Linked DNA regions of Pelodiscus sinensis: region 1 is linked to region 2. The links are chromatin contacts, called in public Hi-C maps. All regions are on one chromosome and are shown on one strand. The core of a region is the stretch at or near the end of the contact, and the rest is flanking DNA. Distances in the headings are between cores, read along the strand shown. Region 1 holds the start of SREBF1 (sterol regulatory element binding transcription factor 1). Region 2 holds the start of ATPAF2 (ATP synthase mitochondrial F1 complex assembly factor 2).

Evidence for each region. Hi-C and Micro-C count contacts between places; a contact is called where the count stands out from the background.
Region 1: a Hi-C map of blood shows a contact between it and region 2, with 2.6 times the contacts expected there. The contact joins the promoter of SREBF1 here to the promoter of ATPAF2 in region 2. A contact is called at or near these places in 4 of 5 Hi-C or Micro-C datasets (blood, liver and an unstated tissue).

The regions. Positions count from the first base shown.
Region 1 is chr16:33,271,148-33,275,073 of ASM4963464v1, reverse strand. It overlaps SREBF1 (sterol regulatory element binding transcription factor 1), which reads right to left and starts at 1,622. Exons shown (of 19, transcript XM_075899746.1): 1 at 1,237-1,622. The coding sequence starts at 1,342.
Region 2 is chr16:33,125,411-33,129,391 of ASM4963464v1, reverse strand. ATPAF2 (ATP synthase mitochondrial F1 complex assembly factor 2) reads right to left here and starts at 2,185. Exons shown (of 9, transcript XM_075899741.1): 1 at 2,028-2,185; 2 at 1,286-1,432. The coding sequence starts at 1,415. GID4 (GID complex subunit 4 homolog) reads left to right here and starts at 2,261. Exons shown (of 6, transcript XM_075899743.1): 1 at 2,261-2,578. The coding sequence starts at 2,390.

The DNA.
Region 1 (3,926 bases), core at 373-2,872, 150 kb before region 2:
CTTCCCACCCTCCTATGGATACTTGGGGGATTTCCTCCTTTCTAAATGGGCCCCTTCATCCCCACTGTCCTTGGGCATCAAAAATGGCACAAAATAAAGTCCAATCCAGGCACAGACCTAGCCAGGAGAGCCGCAGCTCAGGAGGGGAATGTGCCTAGCTAGTCCTTGGCCAGTATGGAAATAAGTAAGATCCCTGCGACAGACTCTGGCGGAGACCCTGGGGCAGCCTGACCCGCTGCAGAGGCTGCTACGGTTTCACCAGGGCCCGCAGGCTGCAAGCAGCACCCCCCTTGCAAGGAGCCGGGTGCAGGGCAAGCAGCATTTCCAAGCCAGGCTCCTCCGCTCTGCCCCAAGCAGCATTTCCAAGCCAGGCTCCTCCGCTCTGCCCCAGGCAGCTCAGGCAAAGGGGCTGGGGAATGAGCAGATGCCCAGGGCCAGGAGGTCTGGCTTGGCCCCTGCTGGGCGCTCCCTGCTGCACTGGGGGCCCTGTTCTCCAGCAGGCCAAGGCCAAGGCCACGCCCCCTCCGCCGCCCGCTCGCGGCTGAACTCTCCCCGGCAAGAGGGAAATGACCGAGAGTAACCCTCCCGCTGACGTCAGGGCCCCGGGGGAGCCAAGGGGCGGGGCTTGGGGCAACAACTCAGCAGCGGGCGTGGAGCCAGAGCCCGGAGCAGCGCCGGGCTGGTCCCTTCTTAGTGGCGCTGGCTTCCCTGCACCCCCTGGCAGGGGCCAAGCAAAATCCTCAGCGAGTAGTGACCCCCCACCTAGGGGCAGTGTGGGGACAGCCCCCCCCCGCGAGAACGGAAACTCCCCCCCCCCCAGCCATGCACCAACCCGGAGAGCACCCCGAGATGCCGCCCGCCTGCAGAGCGCGCCCCTCTCGCACACACGTGGGCAACACGAGCGGCTGCACGGCCCGGAGCTCAGCCACAGCGCCGGAGGATGGGAAGGGGCCGAGCCCCTGACAGATGCAGCACGGAGGGGGGCAGCAAATAACCCCTCCTCCCCCTTGATGTTGAAGGGTAAAGAGCCTTGGAAAAAAGCCCAGCGCCCTTCCCCCCTAAGCCAGGCGGGTTCACAAGTGCCTGGACATCAGGAACATTCACCCCCGCTGCCCGCAGACCCGTGGCCGAGCTGCCATTTAGCAAGGACTTGAGCCGGACCCAGCTGTCCCCTGCCCCGCTTCCCCACGCCTGCTCCCCGTGGGGGCAGCTGCCCGGTGCCCGGCCGCTACCCACCATCGATGTCGCTCAGCAGGGCTGTGTCTATTTCGCTGGATTCCTGCAGAGTCAAGGAAGGGTCCAGGCTGTCCAGGGACGTGTCCTCAAAGGAGAGGCTGGTCATTGTCCGGCCTGCAGGGTCGTGTCCCCCCTGCCGGGGGGGGGGTCACGTTGGAGGCTGCTGCTGGGCTCTAGGGGCTTCCCCCCCTTTTCTTTTTCCTGCTAACAAATCCTTCCCCCGGAGGAGTCCATGGACACGAGCCACTCAGCAGCCCACAGGAGCAACCCAACTTCTGGGCAGCGGCCGCAGCCTGCCGGCAGCCCCCACCTCCATAGCTGGGGAGGGGGAAAAAAAGTTGCTCAATGGAACTGTGCTTCAAACCTGCTGCTACCGGGGAGGGCAGGGAGGGGTGGAGCCCCATCTGCTGGCCCCACCCCCTCTGCCTGATTGACAGCCACAGCCTTGCAGGGCAGGGGGGGCTGAGCCTGGAGGCTGAGTCAGGGGAGCCCGCGGCGCGGAGAGGGGCAGGCGCGGGGGTCCCCTCTCCCCTGCCGCGGATTGGAGCTGCAACGGGCAGGACTTTCCCGGGAGGGGGCGGCCGCGTGTCCCGCCGACGGAGACAAGCGGGGTCTCCCCTTGGCGCGGGGACCCAGCGCTCCCGGGATCTGGTGTCACAGGCGCGCTGGTGCATTTCTTTCCGGGGGGGCTAAAATGACCCCCCCCACACCAGCGCGCCCTGCAGTGAGACACGTTGCGGGTAGCGCACCGCGCCGCCCTAAGACTCCAGCTAATCTGTGACTGCAGCGGAGAGCGGCTCCGAAAGGGGGGAATGCGAGCGCCCCCCCCCACCCTATACCGATGTACCCCTGGAATCCACAGCAAAGAGCCCCCCGGGTTTTAGCTGCGCGCGGACCCTGCCGCCGCAGCCTCCCGCTTCTGTTTGACAGCCAGCCTGGACAACCCACTCCTCGAGGCAGAGTGGGAAGCCGGGCTGATCACTGCGTGAGCCTGGAGCCATGGCTTGGCCTTTTCCCACTCACCCTAGTCTAGGGTGTGTTTGTATCAGGTTTAGCTAGAGCTGCGTGGGGGAGGCAGACCCAGAAGAAAGTAAACCCGCCCCTAGCCAGGCCTGCCTTTTGGGGACTATTTATGTTTGCCATGTGCAGCACTCCAAGAGAGATCGATTGCAGAGTGGCAACCTAACCCTAGATTTTTGCACAGCTCTGCAGCATGATTTGCTACTACAACTCCCCGCTCGCCTACAGCTAGCAGTCTGAACAAGTGGGAGGATAGAAAGAGAGGGGCTACCCCGCTCCAGATGCCTGAGAGAGGAGGATTAGGGAGAGTGCCACCTAGCTGGCCCCAAATCTCAGAGAAATATCTTGTGTTGTCACCGATCCGAGGCTGAATTAATGGAGGGAACAGGCCAGGAAGACAGCACAATTAGTCTCTGCAATGCTCAGCTGAGAGATTCTGCAGATTTCAAAGCTCAGCTACACTGACTAGCAAGAACTGAACTTGTTCTGAAGCAAGAGGTGGTGATGAACAGGGAAAGGGCAACTGCCTTGAAGTCCCCGGGGGTGTGATTTTGGGGTGTGGTTACCATGGTGTAATCATCTAATAAGATTAGGAGTCTGGGGCAAAGCTGCCAAAGTTGAGTTTATATCCACAGATAGCCCACGGACCCTATTTGCAGATGGATCCAGATTCAAATTTAATATCAAGCCCACCCTAGAGCACAGAACAGATTCTTTCACCCAAAACCATGGCAAAGGAAGTTGGAAGCCTCTTTCAGGCAGGGCCATCCTTCCCAAGTATGAAACACACAATCACTCCGTGAACAATATCAAAGAACAGCCTCCTGCCTCTGAAAGAAGTGACTACCTGGCCTCCGTCCATACACCCTCACTCCCTCTTGCTAATGAGCAGCCAGGCTGGGACTCCCCTAGTGATAAACTAATGCTACTAAAGCCTAGAGACAGGAACCTGCAGGCATCTGCCTTCTCCAATCTAGACAGCATCTTTCAGTTCCTTCCATGTTTTAAACACAGGCAATGTATAATGTACTTCTGCCATGAAATGGGTATATAGGTCACTGAAAGTGGCCTACACAGCAGTAGCTTCCAGCAAAGGCTGGCGTCTAAAAGGACACATGATTTGCCAAAGGTCAGTGGCAAAGATGAAGACGGTGTAGACGGAGCTTGGTCCTGCCTTGAGGGTGGGGGGCTGGACTCGATGACCTCTCGAGGTCCCTTCCAGTCCTATTATTCTATGATTCTAAGACAGAACCCAGGAGTTCCAATTCACAGCTGCTCTAGATACCATACTGATTCCTCTCCTTCAGCCCCTTGGGCAAAAGGCACAGTAGTAAGCACCAGGTGATAGCTTTCTCTGGCTCTGATGATCCTGATGATCCAGGGTATGGAGTGGCTACAAGGAGAGGATATGAAGATGAGGGCTGTTCAGCTTAGAAAAGAGACTATGGGTGTGGGTGTGAGAGAGAGAGAGAGGGTATGTCTACACTACCCTCCTAATTCGAAATAGGAGAGTAATGTAGGCATACCGCAATTGCAAATGAAGCCCGGGATTTGAATTTCCCGGGCTTCATTTGCATAAAGCCGGCCGGCGCCATTTTTAAATGCCGGCAGTTCAAACCCCGTGCCGCGCGGCTACACGCGGCACGGAGTAGCTAGTTCGGATTAGGCTT
Region 2 (3,981 bases), core at 936-3,435:
GCAACATAAATGAATTCAAAGGACTTCTAGGGCCTGTACTATGCAGGAGGCCCGACTAGCTGATCACAATGGTTCTTTCTGGCTTTGGAATGTAGGAATGAATTAACACGTGAAGACAGGCTCTCTGAGGGCATGCAGAGCAACAGCTGATAAATTCCAAACTGAAAGCTATAGGCTGGCCCTGTGGATCCAGTTCCCAGAGTCTGTGTTAACACAGAGACCCGGCCATTTAGACAGACACCTGGTCCCATTTCCCACACAAAACACAGAGAACACAAAACCTCTCCAAATCTTTGCCTTGGCAGTACAACATAGGTGTATGTACATAATCTCTAGAGTTAACAACTGTTACTGGACTGCAGCTCCATTTCTACATCTACTGTGCACACAGGGCCCCTGGGTTTCCAGAGTCCCAGTTAAGGCAGACTGCCTAGAAACAAGACAGTTGCAGGATCAAGGGACTTAAAGAATGCCATATTTTAAGGCTATTCAAGCATGCGCCCACAGCCTTGATCCTGCAACAAGACACCCTCACCCCCTCAAGTCCTGATTTAATGGGGCTCCAGGATGTGCATTTCATTGCAAGTTCAGAGTCTTAGTTTGTGAGAAACAAAGGATCAAATTTCACCATCCTCATACAAACAATTGAAATCACAGAGGAAAGATGTTGAAAGCACCACTTTACGACTAAGGAAGGATGGACTGGGGTGAAGGGACTCAGGAGACCTAGGTTTCATTTGCTGCTCTGCCACAGACTTTGTGTGTGACCTCCAGTTTTCTGTCCTTCCGCATCTCCTGTATAAAGTGGGAAATCACAGCACTGCTTAGCCCTACAAGGGGGCTGTGAGAAGGAGTAGATTAAAGAACTTGAGGTACTCAGCTGCCATGGTGATTGAGCTCATAACAGTACCTAAAATAGAACTGCAGGTACTCAGTGAGGCTGTATGCAGGCAGAGCAGCAGGCTCACATGCTGGCAGCAGGAGGCGTGAGGCATTAGATTTTGAGCTCACTGGGCCAGCGATGTCATTTTCTTTTGCCTCTGCACATAATAAATGTTTGTTGTTGGGCTTGATGTTTCAGATGTTCAGTTGGGGCCCATTCCACAAACCAGAGCTCTCCTCTGTAAATGGGGGACGGGGCATCACATCCCTCTCATAAACTGTGGTCACAGCTGGCTTTTACAACTAGTCAATTCCACCACTGAAAAACATCCCTGCAATTGGAAATAACCATGCTGAAATTTGCCGAGCATGCAGCAGGACTGCTGTCCAGCGTTGTCCTCACCTGTTGGTGGCGTGTATGCCCGTACCATGCACGGCAGCCAAAGACTGGGGCCCCCAACAGGAAGTGTTGGGCACAGCCATGGAGCCTGAGGCAGCCCGGCGTAGAACAGCCGCTGGCAACTGCGCCACATTCTGGGGAGACCGTGAGCTACAGCAAGATGGGAACGGCCTGGACTTGTTACATACAGGTGCGCCTAACACCTTGGGATGGCCTACCAGCATCTAGCCCCCCCCCCCCAAGAGCTCCCTGCCGGGATCACGGCCCCCCCCCCAAGAGCCCCCTGCCAGGATCACGCCCCCCCCCCAAGAGCCCCCTGCCGGGATCACGGCCCCTCCCCCAAAAGTTCCCTGCCGGGATCACGCCCCCCCCCCAAGAGCCCCCTGCCGGGATCACGGCCCCTCCCCCCCCCAAGAGCCCCCTGCCGGGATCACGGCCCCTCCCCCCCCCAAGAGCCCCCTGCCGGGATCACGGCCCCTCCCCCCCCCAAGAGCCCCCTGCCGGGATCACGGCCCCTCCCCCCCCAAGAGCCCCCTGCCGGGATCACGCCCCCCCCCAGAGCCCCCTGCCGGGATCACGCCCCCCCCCCCCAAGAGCCCCCTGCCGGGATCACGCCCCCCCCCAGAGCCCCCTGCCGGTACAAATAGGACCGGGAGGGGAAGGACAGACCCCCGCGGAGCCCACTGTACAGACCCGGGCCCCACTCCCTACGGGGCCGCACGGACGCGACTTGCGAGCCACCTGCCTCCACCTCACCGCCGCGGCCCGGTTACCCAGCCACTCTGCCTCTGGGCGCCGCCATCTTGCTCGCCCAGCGTCCAATCAGCATCACAAACGCTTTTTGTCCCTCCGAGGGCCCTGTCACAAGGCCCTCACAGAAACAACGATTCCCAGGAGCCAGCGCGGCCCCCACGTGACGCCCATCGCCCAATGGGAACGGCGCCCCGCCCGACGCGACGCCCGCTGGGCCAATCAGAGCGCGCGGAGGCGTCGCCGGGAGGCCCTGAGGTAGGCGGCGGGGGCAGCCGGCGAGCGCCCGGGTCAGCAAGGCGGCCGGGCCGGCTCCCTGCAGCCCGTGACACGCTGGCGCCCGGGGACCCCCCCGAGATGCCGGTGCGGAGCGAGTGCTGCTGCCCGGGGGGAGCGCGGGGCCGCGGGGCCGCCAGCCTGGTGCCGCCGCCCCCCATCAACACGGCGCAGCCCGGGGTCGCCACCTCCCTGCTCTACAGCGGGGCCAAGTTCCGCGGCCAGCAGCGCAGCAAGGGCAACGCCTACGAGGTGGAGGTGGTGATGCAGGTGCGGCCCCCCCCCGGCATCCCCCGTGTCCCCCAGCGCCCCCTCGGGCGGGACCCCCACAGCCCCTCCCGGCGCCCCCCCAACATCTCTCCCCTCTCGGGATCCCCCCCAGAGACCTCCCCAAAGCGCCCCTCCCCCCGACACCCCTCTCGAGCCCCCCCTCCTGCTTCCCTTTCTGGGGCCCCCCCAGAGACCTCCCCAAAGCGCCCCTCCCCCCGACACCCCTCTCGAGCCCCCCCCTCCTGCTTCCCTTTCTGGGGCCCCCCCAGAGACCTCCCCAAAGCGCCCCTCCCCCCGACACCCCTCTCGAGCCACCCCCTCCTGCTTCCCTTTCTGGGCCCCCCCAGAGACCTCCCCAAAGCGCCCCTCCCCCCCGACACCCCTCGAGCCACCCCCTCCTGCTTCCCTTTCTGGGGCCCCCCCAGAGACCTCCCCAAAGGGCCCCTCCCCCCCGACACCCCTCGAGCCACCCCCTCCTGCTTCCCTTTCTGGGCCCCCCCCAGAGACCTCCCCAAAGCGCCCCTCCCCCCGACACCCCTCTCGAGCCACCCCCTCCTGCTTCCCTTTCTGGGGCCCCCCCAGAGACCTCCCCAAAGCGCCCCTCCCCCCCGACACTCCTCGAGCCCCCCCCTCCTGCTTCCCTTTCTGGGGCCCCCCCAGAGACCTCCCCAAAGCGCCCCTCCCCCCCGACACCCCTCGAGCCACCCCCTCCTGCTTCCCTTTCTGGGGTCCCCCCAGAGACCTCCCCAAAGGGCCCCTCCCTCCCCAGGGCATCCCCTCCAGTCCCAAGATGCCGCCTTCTGCAGTTCTCCCACCAGGGATTCCTACCCCCCTCCCCCAGCATCTCTCCTCCTTGGGGCATCTCCCCTGAGCGTCCCTCGTCTTGAGGGAACCCTTCCACCACCACCCTGTAGCCCTTCCTGGGGCTCTCCTATGAGTGATCCATCCCCAAGTGTCTCTCCCTTTAGAGGAATCCACCTGAGCGCTTCTCTCTGCTGTGAGGCACCCTCCCCCCCCAGTGCTCCCCTGCACCTCTCCTGGGGTCCTCCCCCAGGGACACCCCCTAGAGTGCCGTCATTTGGGGACTTCCTAGTTTGTCCCTGTCTGCTGCTGGGGTCTTCCTAGTGGGACTTCCCTCGAGAGCATCCTCTGCTGCTCTCCCAGCAGCCTCCTCCTAGAGCACCTCTAGCATCTTCCCTCTCACTCTACCCTAGACTGTCTCCCAGGGACCTCCTGAGCAGCACCTACCCCCCCCCCCCGCCCGCCGATTCCCCCAGTACCCCATGTCTCATCTTTTAGGGTCCTTTCTCTTGAGATCCCCCTATTCTCCTAGAGCACCTCTTGGGGATTCTTCTGTTCACTTCCTGCCCCACTGCGGCCTTCTTTGGAGGACCTCTGACCAG